2 separate regions of the Mus musculus genome follow, and region 1 is linked to region 2. A link is a contact called in public Hi-C data. All regions are on one chromosome and are shown on one strand. The core of a region is the stretch at or near the end of the contact, and the rest is flanking DNA. Distances in the headings are between cores, read along the strand shown.

Region 1 (5,905 bases), core at 239-2,738, 110 kb before region 2:
TATTTTGAAAGGGCCAGTGGGATGCTAACTAGAAGTAGAAAAGAAAGAAGACTTACAGAGCTGAAGCAATTCCTTGGTTAGAAAAACACTTGTCTTGAGAGTGTGCAAATCTGTGTTTGGCCCTAGAGTGTCTCTCTCTCTCTCTCTCTCTCTCTCTCTCTCTCTCTCTCTCTCTCTCTCACACACACACACACACACACACACACACACACACACACACACACATGTGCACATACAACCACACGCACACTGACCCACATATGCATGCACCAACATGAACACACCCAACAGGAGAAGAAAAGATGCCTAGAGCAGCTGCCTTCATTCCTGAGATGTGGAAGACTGCAGTAGAAAGCTTGTAGTCAAAGAAAACTATAACACTTGTCTGAGATGCCTACTGGACATTGATGCTTGTGGGGAGGTGACTACAGGATATCCATGAAAAAATGTTAGGTTTCATGAGATACTCAGCTCATAGTGGCTGAGAATCAGAAGAGGAGACAAGAAGGACCATAGTGAGATCTAGCTAAGGACATGCCTCCAGGGAACTACGTCAGCTAGGACTCGCCCTGCAAAGTGTCTAGCACCTCCCGAAATAGCACCAGCAGCTGGGCAAGCCTTTAACACATGAGCCCATGGGGACATTTCATATTCAAGCATGGTATTCTGACTCTGACTCCCAAAGGCTCATGGGTATCTTATAGTGCAAATTGCATTTAGCCCATCTCTAGAAGTTCCCAGAGTCTTAGCTGTTCCAACATTATTCAAAAGTCAAAATCTAAAATCTGATAGTGTGGTGTGTGTGTGTGTGTGTGTGTGTGTGTGTGTGTGTGTGTGTGTGTGTCTGTGTGTGTGTGTGTAGAACAGAGATGACTCAATAACTTGCCTAGCATGTGAGGACCTGGATTTGACCCACAGGAAGGAAGAGAGGGAGAGAGAAAGGGAGGTAGGAAAAATGGCATCTACTTCCAACATATGATGGATGGCACAGAACAAACATTTGTGTTCCCAGAGAGTGGGGAGACTCAGAGATGAGATACCAGACCAAGGTGTGACCAGGGCCCAACAAGGCAAACCATAGATCTTTCTGCTCTTTGTCCAACATCAATCTTGCAGTAGTGGGGTGTGCATTCTGAAAGACATGACAGCCCAGCCCCTGTGGCTTCATTTGTCACAATTCACAAGGCTGTCTTTGGGGCTGGTTTTCTTAGCTGATGTTATATGTTCCTGGGATCCCAAACTTCCTTAGGTCTCCATTGCATCTTAAGCCTTACCCCTCACAGCTTCACGCATGGCCTTGTCAAGGAATCCCAGCAGTTACTGTGACCCTTCGGAATCTGGGTGGAAGCTTCCAGAGTCCCATAGCTCTTACATTTTTCATGACTGCAAAGCCATGCCCAAGTACCAAGGTCTTCCACTGGCTCAAGCAGTAGACAGACCCTTCACATCATGGCCTCAGCCTCTGAAGGCCTGGGTGTCTGACCAGAGAAATACTCCTATTGGCAGCCCTATGTGGCCTTGCTTCTAGAGAGTGAGTGTTTTGCAGTTCATATTTTTATTGCCCTTGGACCTGTGATGAGTTGGAGTCTTGCTGATTTTCGAGACATGTTTTCTATCCCCTGATATAAGGTATTTCTTGACTTCTGTTTTAAAGGCTCTAATCCTTTTAACAACCAGACTCTCGTTGTATGCAGCTTTACATGTGCATATTTGTATTGAAATTCTAATAGTCACTCCATCAAACAGCAGTTTAAGTACCTAGGTATTTATGTGATTGGTTATTTGTTTGCTGCAATACTGAGGATAGAACCCAAGGCTTGCGCATGCTAGGCAAGTGCTCCATCACTGAACTACACCCTCAGCACTCAAACAACAATTTACATACAGAAGTAGAACCAAAATTTGTGTCTCAGGCACAGGGTCCTTGTGCCTGAGGCTTCTTTTTGCTATTCTCAAAATCCTTTCTTGATGATTTCTTAGCTGTTTATACATTCTACAAAAAAACAATTTTTTTCTCTTGTTGTACTGTGGTGAAATTTTTCCCTTCCTCACTTTTCTTTAAAACCTAACCTAATTTTCTTTAACTGCAGTTTGAGCTCATTCCTCATTTTAATCTTTTTCTTTTCTCAAAAATGTTCATGATGTAGTTATACCTGGCTCTTAAAACAACCGTGTCAGCTATACAAGGTTAGCATTGGGTTGGCATTTATAAATAGGGAGTTGAGCATAAAGGTCAAGGAAACTATATTCAAAAACATAACTAGGTCTAGACACAATCCAGACCAGAACCTAGCATTTGAGTCTCAGTCCAGAGCTCTACCCTGTGGCCCAGGAAAGCTCTTTAGGCCCAGATCCTACTATTTTCCAGCAGCTGAAGATTTCCTGAGCTCTACTTTGTTAACATTTGATTATTCTGTGAGAGTGTTAGGGGTGGGGGTGAGGAAGATGGGTATGGGTAGGTGCATGCATAAAAGCCACAGCATACACGTTGGAGACCAGAGGATAACCTGACTGCAGGAATCAGTTCTATCCTTCCATTATAGATGTCCTAGAGATCAAACTCGAGCCGTCACAGTTGACAGCAAGCATCCTTCCTTACTGGGCCACCTTGTCCTTCTAAAGTACTTAAGAAAGAGGACAACCCCACTGGAGTGTTACTCTTTCTCAACACACATAATCCTGTCTCTTCTCACTCCTCTAAGGGGCAAAGACTGCCTCTTACTGACAAAAGCCATTTCCTCTTTCTCCCGGTCACACAGCTAAACTGTGCTTATCTCCCCAGCCTCCTTTGTAGTTAGGTATCTGTGTGGGACTAATTGTGATTAGCAGAATTTGAAACAAACTATTGCACAGTTTTCTCAATCGGCCCAGGCTCAATCGCCCCTGTTTCTCCTCCTTCCGCTCTCTAATCAGTGAGCATGCCCATCTTGTATCAGAATGTATCACAGTATCAAAAATGAAAGAACTTCAAGGTTGAACTATCCCAGTAGTCGTCAGCTTTTTCTAATTATACCCATCAGTAAAAATATATCTATCACATACATACCCAATGTACATAAGTAATATCTCTCTATCACATACATACCCAATGAACATAAGTAATATCTCTCTATCACATGCATACCCCAATGAACATAAGTAATATCTCTCTATCACATACATACCCCAATGAACATAAGTAATATCTCTCTATCACATACATACCCCAATGAACATAAGTAATATCTCTCTATCACATACATACCCAATGAACATAAGTAATATCTCTTTAAGTATCTATAATGCAATGAGAAAGCTCTATGAATGTCATGTGTATAATATAGTATGCACAAAAAGAAAAAAGAAGATCTCTTCTGGTGAGGTTTTTTTAAGCAAATATGCATTGATGTGCTAACTCTTTCTCCCTGGTCCACTTGCACCATCGAAGCCTTTGGACAGAAGTCACAAAGCGGCAGCCTGTATGCCAAATGTAACCCACAGATGTGTTTTGTTTGGTCTGAACAATGTTTCCAAATTTTATATTAGTTCTCAACACTTAAGAGTTGGATAAGTTCACATCAAATATAGAGATATTTCAACATCTTATTCACTGTTTCATTCCCTGTGTCTGTTACACACTAGGCACTTAATAAATAGCTGTCTAATTATATTTTCAACTTCTATCCCAAAAAAAGGTTAGTTTAGCATTTCAGCAAGCAGCAAAGATTCCCACAACCAAGGCATTGGCTCACCAGTCCTATGCCACAGTCTCCTCTACTCCCTATTGTCCTATACCTCGCCAGCCTCATTTGTACCTGTCCACCTACCTGGCCTCACCCGCACCTGAACAACTGCTTCTGCCTTATTGTTTTCTTGTTATTTGAGGGCCTCCCTCTAGTCCTGTGAAGTCAAAGACAGGATTTAAACCTGATTCTGTCAATTGTCCTTGACAATTCCTTGGGGGAGCTTGTACACTGAGCCAGCTCTCCTAATCTTGAAAACAGAAACGTTAATTCCTCCTTTGTGGGCTGTTTGACAACAAAAATAAGTTGGTTAATATCTTCAGGCTGCTTTGTATACGGTAAATAATTATAGAAATGTGAAAACGTATTACCACAGCCACACTTCTTTTTCCAAAGGACTGTGTGAAGGGATGCGGTGGCAACTTCTAACCTCACACTCCCCTACATGAGCTATGATTCTCACCCACCCCCACATCAGCCCTAATGGACTGGCCATCACTTTGTAATTCAGAGTTTAATGGGAGAAGGCACACGAAGGAACAAGCTGAAGAGTAAGAAAGAATCCCACAACTCCAAAATCTGGGGTCCACTTTGCTTTCTAACAGTTTGTAATCCTTATTTCATGTTTGCTTGTTTGTTTCTAAGTCATTAAACGAAGACGGGGATGTAGCTCATTGACAGAGCAGGTACATGGCCTTGGGCACTACAGGTACTAAGTCATTACCTCCTAGGACCTGATGTGATAGCAGATGCAGACCCCATCACCTTAGGTCCAAAGATCAGTTCTGTGCCTCATGTTTTTCCACTCTGGTTCCCAGGAGCTAGTCCCTAAACCTCCAACATTTTGTTCCATGGGTACAACTCTTTCATGGAACTATAACCTCATTACTCACCACTTGGAAATATGTCCATGGGAGAAGTGCTAGCCAGCTCTCCACTGCTGTGACAATACTTGAGAGAAACGAATCAAAGAAAGGGAAGGTTGGTTGGTTCCTGTTTTCAGAGTGTTGGTCCACGGTTACTTGCTTCACTATTTTGGCCTCTGACGTGTCCGAGTACATGGAAGCATTAAGATGCCATAGAGGAGCATGCTCATCCAGCAGAAAGGAAGCAGAGGAGGGGGAGCATCTGCAAACAAGATATGGAAACAAGGCGTGGTTCGATGGGCCATCAGTGACCTAGGAAAGAGCAACTTCCTGTGCATCAGCTTCGCTCTTTCAATCCCCAGCCAAGCTGCCGGTTTTTCTGCAATCTCCCGACCTCCCTGTTTTACGTCAAAGGCAGTTGTTTGTGGTATTTTTTATGGTGATAGTACATTGGCCATGAGAAAAACACCTCATCCTTTGAATATGCTAAGGAGGTGGCTGTCCCTTTCTCACACCCTGATTTGGAGTCATGGTTGGCAGACAAGTCCTTGAACTAGAAACCCTACCGAAAGGATCCATTTTCAATGAAATGATCATGTTTCTTCAATATCTCCCCTTTTCTTCCTTGCAAAAAGCAAGGAAGAAAAGACTACAAGAAGCCTTTTTAAGTAAGAAGGGGATCTTCCTAGGGTCCCCCTGCTCCCACTATCTCCAAGTCCCCAGGCCTCTCTGCCATGTTCTGCCTTTGGATTTTGTTATCGTGGTTCCAAATCCCTCACTTCTCACTTTCTTTAGTCCTGTCCATCATTTCAAGTAAGGAGCTGGCAACCAATCTGTCATCTACAGCCTCTTTCAATCCCATCTGCTATTAAGACTAGAGACGTCAAGGAGAAATTCTGGAAATCTGGGAGAACTTTGCCCTCTTCTCACCTCCATCCACCGATTTTGAGAGTTCTATATTTGTATGTCTTAGTCTGTTTAGCTGCATAACAAAAATGTCCTAAAAACAATAGAGTTGTGTAGCAGAATTTTCCCCCAATTAATTTCAATATTAATACAAGAAGCCTGTGATTGGACAGGGAAAAGGGAGGCAGAGCTAAGAGTTTCAGAGACAGAGACAGGGACGGGAAGGAGAGAGAAGGAAGGAAGGTGGAGGAAGAGGAAGACAATCCATCCAAACTCTGTGTGGTTTGAAATCACCACAGGTAGCTATGAATATCATAAAAGGATAGAATAATTGGGGTAACTTGTCTAATCTAGGTGGGCAGCTTGTATCATTATCTAAAATTATTGGGTGGGCATCTTGTGAATTTAGAA
Region 2 (6,044 bases), core at 3,272-5,771:
CTCGTGCTGCTAACTGCTGAGACATCTCCCCAAGCCCCAGATTTTATGTTTAAGACTCCAAAATCTGTTATCTTGTAACCATTTTCTAATAACTAAAAGGAAGGCAGCCTGAGGAAGGTCTTCTCCTGCTTCACATAAATTCGCCCACACTCCCTCTCCCCGCTGAACTATGATGAAACCTGTCCTCCACAAGGCTCTGTGGTTTTTATTTGGCCTTTCCATAGTTCACGCTCATTAAACCCGTTTCAAGCAGTTAACCCTCTGTCTCTCTCCTCTTACTCCATTTCCCTACCCACTTCTCTCTCTCCTCCAGAGCCGGACCTCCCCATCCTGTCTTCGAAGTCACAACGGATCACTTTTCCTTGTTAATCTCATTTTCCAAAGTGAACGGGGCTTCTGAGCTGCCCGTTGTAGAAACAAGCCAGGTCCCGTGGTCTGAGAGACAGGGGGGCTGCAGGCCCAAACTGTCTCTGTGGAGTTCTGCTTAGCCCCCTCTCTGCCTGGATTGGCTCCAGCAACTCCTAAGCATTAATCCGTAAAACCATGGATGCATATACTGCTCACATAGGGACACAAATCACTCTGAGTCACGGCTGGCTTCTGCTCTTTTATAAAACAGTCCGCCTCGGGGGTCAATTTCAACTCCGGTTAAGTTGCCCGCTGCAGCGAGCCTCACTTATAAAACTTGAACTTTAAAGCAGCACGTGGTTTGACGCTAGAAGTCATCCTCCTTTCTATAAGAAATGTCATATAAAACCTACGAATCCACTGTGCAAAGGAACCCAGAGCTATCTGAGGAGAGAGCCTGCCTCTGCCAGAAGACTACCGGAGAGGGTGGAGCCCGTGAGCCCCTGCAACACCGTGTTATTCTTGAGAAAGTCCCGAGCCACGATGGCAAGAGGTTCTGAGCAGACAGCTATGTGTTTGGACTGCGTGAAATAGATGAATTAACATCTTAGAACTCGTAGTAAAGGGAGACGATAGTGTGCTTTTTAATGAAGACCACCACCGAGAAGTTTTAGGGCTTGTACTGATGAACGAAACGTCACCATATTCCAAGCTGGAGGAACCTGTCTTCAGGGTAAATCTTGAGGGGCTGCTAGAAGGACATTTAGTAACTCAGGCATGTGTGTTGCTAACACCAGAAAGAGTGGGCAGGCTTGACAGCATGAAAGTGAGCCCAAAGGGTGCAGGCACACAAGGATGCCCCTCTGCAAGGCTATGTCTCTCCCATGCACCTAACCCCATTGTTAAAGCTCTTCGTTCGTTCGTTCATTTGCCTCTCCTCTGCTTCTTCTTCCTCTTCCTGCATGAAAGGAGGTAGAGGCATGATTTCAGTGATGTATCTGTTCTGCCACCTAGCCTTCAGTGATGACACTACACCACAGCAGTCCTGAGCTGCTCCCTACCCTGCCTGGCTCTATCCTGCTCAACTTCTTTTACTGTAGAAGGACTTGAAGACTGGGTGCCTGTTTTTAAAAGTACCAGAGTGTAGGATCCAGATAAGACAGTGGCATTAGTCTTCCTGATGGGTCTTGGTCTCTCTGTATGCATGTATCTGGTGGGGAAAAAGTCAATGACCAGATCTTGAAAGTGGAACCAATGATGAATAAACCTCTCTTAGACAATAGTTAACTTGCTTTCCCCAACCCTGTTATCAGGAACCATCCTTGCCCTAGAAATCATTCCAAAATCTTGGAGAAACAGCTGGCTTATGGAGGTCTGGTAAGCTTCCTGAACGAAAGCCCTTTGAATGTTGTTCAGACAAACAGCACAAATCTTTCATTCTCTTGTAGTTCTTGAAGCTTGGTCCTGGTCATCACTTAATTCTTGTCAAAGCAAATAAAAGAGTGATCTCAGGGGAGACAGAGCATGGTAGATGACATTTAACTTCAAACATCACTAAGAAGATTGTGTCCAAAGGCTTATCAGAGCTCAGCTATCCACACACAGGTACGTTCCTGGCAGCAAAGCTAAGCCAGCCATTAAGGAGGTCTCTGAGAGTGCGACCAGATTTCAGTGTGTCCAGAATAAGTTAGTCATCTCAGTGAAACTCTGTTGATATTAAGTCCCCCCCCCTCCCATCTTCTGAAGAGTCCAGGGCTTTTCGAATAGAGGGCAGAGAGAATGGACTCATGGGAAGCCCTTATGCCCCAACACCCAGCACGCTTGTCACTGAACATCACATATAGACTGTTGAGCATAAAATTCACCTCTCCAGTCACTGATAAAAATCGCTACAGACGATCCCAGGGTTCAAAGGAGGTTTCGTGTGTGCTCTCAAGAGCCTACCCTGTGACCCTGAAGAGCAGTGCCCGTCTCTCGGTTCCTTCTGCTCTTTTGGAAGTGGAGCTCATCATGGTTGTTTAATATAGAAAGTCATTCACTGATCTCTCCCCATGACCCCACCATCACCCTTCGAGGACCAATTTCCCACTCTCTCACTTCTCTTCTCCCTGCCCACCTCTCTTCTCTATGAGCCCTCTCCTTCTCTTACTGGTCCTTACACACTGTACTTAGCCACAAGAAGTCAGCTAGAACAAAATTTACTTCTAGAGGCTATATTTTGAGAGTACTGGGCAACTCTTGAGAAACCGGACAGAAGAACCACCCTAGATTTCTCGTTTCAAATGCTACACCAGGGTGAGCTGAGCCCATCCCCACACCATGCCCCTTTCTAACACTCTTCCCTCCTGAAGTTAACTTAAATAAGAAAATAACACTTGATCTCTTCCCCTTCTAAAATAATGCAACCCAGTTTCTAATGTTAAGTTGCTCCCTGCTTTCCCAAGCCCTCCAACAGCAGAGACAGGCTCTTGGAACCAACCAACCCTCCTGCCTTTTTGGGGGGTGTGGGGGTACATTGGTGCACACAGCTCTTCTTCCCTCTGCTAGCCACCAACACAATAAAACTGCCCTGGCAATGGGTGTAAAAGGACACCTTTAAGATTTGGTCCTGTCTTAAAATGTGCCTATTGGCAGAGAACCGAGAATCTGGATCAGAATCTGGGAGTGTGAACAGCGCCCGGGGAGATGCTCCCAAATGGAGCCAGCAAGGGAAATATTTTCTCAATATTGCAGTCCTCCAGCAAGAATTCTTATCATAGATAAGGGTGCAGTCTAGTGGCAAAATTCATGAAATGCAGCCCCTTTTTCTAAAAGAACAGAGCAAGGGAAGAAGAGAGTTGGAGAAAGGGCAAAAGCCCTGCCCCCAAGAACTCCCCAGAGACCATCACTTGATCATGTCTTTTCTTACCTGTGGTGGGCAGTCTACAGACCACCTATCATGTCAAATTAATTTTTAAAACAAACAAAAAAAGCTAAAGCCATCATATTCCTTCTTTCAAAAATTAGGTTTTCTTTCATTTTCCTAAGGGAAGAATGGTCCCTAGTGCTGACTAGCGATCTGGGGCTTCCTGTGGCATGGTGAGGATTTCTCACGTGCAGGCTCCAGGATGCTACCTTGGTACATATTAACCCTTAAACAAGGTCTCCTGCAGCGAGGTACCTGCTCACTCCAGGATCTGCCTACCCCACAGAAATGCCTCATTGTCAACCCAAGAAGGTTATCACTTTATCCTACCTTCCTTCCATTTAAAAGGACATTTAAGGTGTCCATGAGGACACCAGATAAAACTGACAACCCACAGCATTTCCTCCAGGGTCTCAGTCACTACTCCCAACAAAGCTGGGGAGGGGGGTGGGGTGGAGGGCGTTATCCCTTCTTGAAAGTGCACATAGCACGCTCACACTCAGAGAGAGAGAGAGAGAGAGAGAGAGAGAGAGAGAGAGAGAGAGAGAGAGAGAGATTCCCTGGTCATCTATATAGGTGAAGGAAAATGACCACTGGCTTTAACTAAAATCAGTACCCCACCAGAACAATAATGACAAGCCCTTGCCATAATCCCTCTGCCCCTTTTAATGGGGGAGGGGTCTACACACGCGCCCGCACTCCTTTTCTCTTTAAATTTATCTCAATGCCCCTCACCAGCTACTGTACACTACTTGTCCTCCAAACACAAACACACAGACAGACAAACCTTCAGTGGTCTCTTAGACACTTTTTTTTCTAAAGTTGGAAAGGACTTCTTGGGCAGGGTATACACGGCTAATAAGAAAATGTGACTCCTAACAGCCAGTGTCCGGGCTAGTTGTCGGAAAACAGACTCGCTCCATTGTATTCACCCAGCTTCTGAAGAGTACTGCCATCCACTCCTCCCTCCACCTTCTCCCTACTCTCCTCTGTAGCTCGCCTGTCTTCGCCCCCCCCCCAAAGCCCTTTCCGTACATTCCGTGAGGAGGAGGGCTCTGTGTAGGGAGCGAAGGGGAGCCCCCGTGTCTAGAAGGCCTCTCTTCCCCACCCCCACCCCGTGTGAGTTTGCGCTGCAAAGCTCCTTGGCATCCTTGCATGGGTTGGGTGTTGGGGAGCTCAAATTGCAGCTACAACTGGCTGGCAGCCAGGGGCCGTCTATTTAAAAGCGCCTGCTCGACCAGAGCCCGCAGTCTCTTTGGAAACTTCTAAAAGAGCTAGGAAAGAGCTGCAAAGCTGTTTGGGCTTTTTTCCCCCTTTTTGTTCCTTTTTGTTACCCCCCCCCTCGGTCTGCACCCTTCTCCGGACTTCACGCAGAACCTGCGGGTTTCGAAGAGGTGGTGACAGAGCAGGTGTTGGGGTCCAGGTTTGGTGAGGTCTGGGTTTTTGCCCTTTTTCCCCCCTCGATTTCAACATTTTCCCGATCTTGTTGTCAGCCGCCGACGCCTCTTACCTGTTCTGCGGCAGCAGCGCAGCTGGCCGCTGAGACCGAGCGGAGTGGGGTTGCGTTTTAGATTTTAAGCAAAGGGGGGAAAATTAAGCCCAATCCATTTTTTTCTTCACCTCCTCCCTTTTCAAGGCCTCCAAGCTAATTATTTCTGTTGCTTTGGAGTGAGCAATTCTGTGGTTCTCTCCACCACCACCCCCAATTCTGACCCGATCCCGCCTGGGGGTTTCTACGGTCTCCGCTCGCTCTGCGTGCACCTGGCGCGCCTCTTTTTTTCACCCCCAACCTGTTGCAAGTCTTTAATCCTCGCAATTGGGACTTGCGTGCAGGCATCTGAATCCTCCTTGCCTCATATTTTGCAAGTGTTTGGGGGAGAGCACCTGCTCTACCTGCAAGAGATTTAAAAGGAAAAAAATCTCCAGGCTCCCTCTTTCTCCACACACTCTCGCTCTCCTGCCCCGCCCCGAGGTAAAGCCAGACTCCGAGAAAATGGTGATCAGCGTGGTCCTCCTGCTGCTGGCCGCCTATGCCGTACCGGCTCAAGGCCTGGGTTCTTTCGTGCACTGTGAACCCTGCGACGAGAAAGCTCTGTCCATGTGTCCCCCCAGCCCTCTGGGCTGTGAGCTGGTCAAAGAGCCCGGCTGTGGCTGCTGCATGACTTGCGCCCTGGCGGAGGGACAGTCGTGTGGCGTCTACACGGAGCGCTGCGCCCAGGGTTTGCGCTGCCTCCCCCGGCAGGATGAGGAGAAGCCGCTGCACGCCCTGCTGCACGGCCGCGGGGTTTGCCTCAACGAAAAGAGCTACGGCGAGCAAACCAAGATAGGTGAGCGCTACTGGGGTTTCAGTTGCACGGCACAGGAGCTGGGGAGGGAGGCACCTTGGATGGGTGGGGACCGGGGACCGATTGGGAACCCGCGCGCTTTGCGCGCGCAGCAAGTGGCTTAGACCCTAGTAGCTCCTGAGAGTAGATGGGGTGGGTCCTTGCACCTCACACTTGAATCCCTGGCAGAGCAAGCTATCCTAGGCGGCTGTCTAACCGTCTCTACCAGTTTACACTTCATCTCCACCCCAACCCGACCCTCCCCCACTCCTAACTCGTGGCAATTCTGACTCTGAGCTCCTTTTGAGTCTCAAAGTCCAAATCCCAAGAGAATCCTCTCTGAAAAAGAACAGGTTAAATTATCAACTCCCTTCTCCACCCCAACCCCGTACTTTTCTCCCTAAACTTTAGAAAATCCTTTCTGTTAAAAGGTCATTTTAATTGGAATCTGAAGATGCGTTCCATCT

What was found. Hi-C and Micro-C count contacts between places; a contact is called where the count stands out from the background.
Region 1: a contact with region 2 is called in a Hi-C map of the G1E-ER4 cell line, with 2.9 times the contacts expected there. The contact joins the enhancer-like site here to the promoter of Igfbp5 in region 2. A contact is called at or near these places in 10 of 39 promoter capture datasets (cranial neural crest, embryonic stem cells, frontonasal cranial neural crest and 6 more), 1 of 15 datasets of contacts at CTCF or cohesin (the G1E-ER4 cell line), 14 of 484 Hi-C or Micro-C datasets (the BV-2 cell line, the G1E-ER4 cell line, the MC3T3-E1 cell line and 8 more) and 1 of 9 other capture datasets (embryonic stem cells).

What each region holds. Positions count from the first base shown.
Region 1 is chr1:72,983,789-72,989,693 of GRCm38.p6, reverse strand. It overlaps Gm31137 (a long non-coding RNA gene), which reads right to left and starts at 4,846. Exons shown (of 3, transcript XR_373508.3): 1 at 4,616-4,846. Within about 2 kb of position 1,488, at least 2 of the 459 cell types and tissues checked have an H3K27ac peak or open chromatin away from gene starts, as enhancers often do. A contact at or near this core is called in the G1E-ER4 cell line, where this site is marked.
Region 2 is chr1:72,873,342-72,879,385 of GRCm38.p6, reverse strand. Igfbp5 (insulin-like growth factor binding protein 5) reads left to right here and starts at 4,521. Exons shown (of 4, transcript NM_010518.2): 1 at 4,521-5,580. The coding sequence starts at 5,247.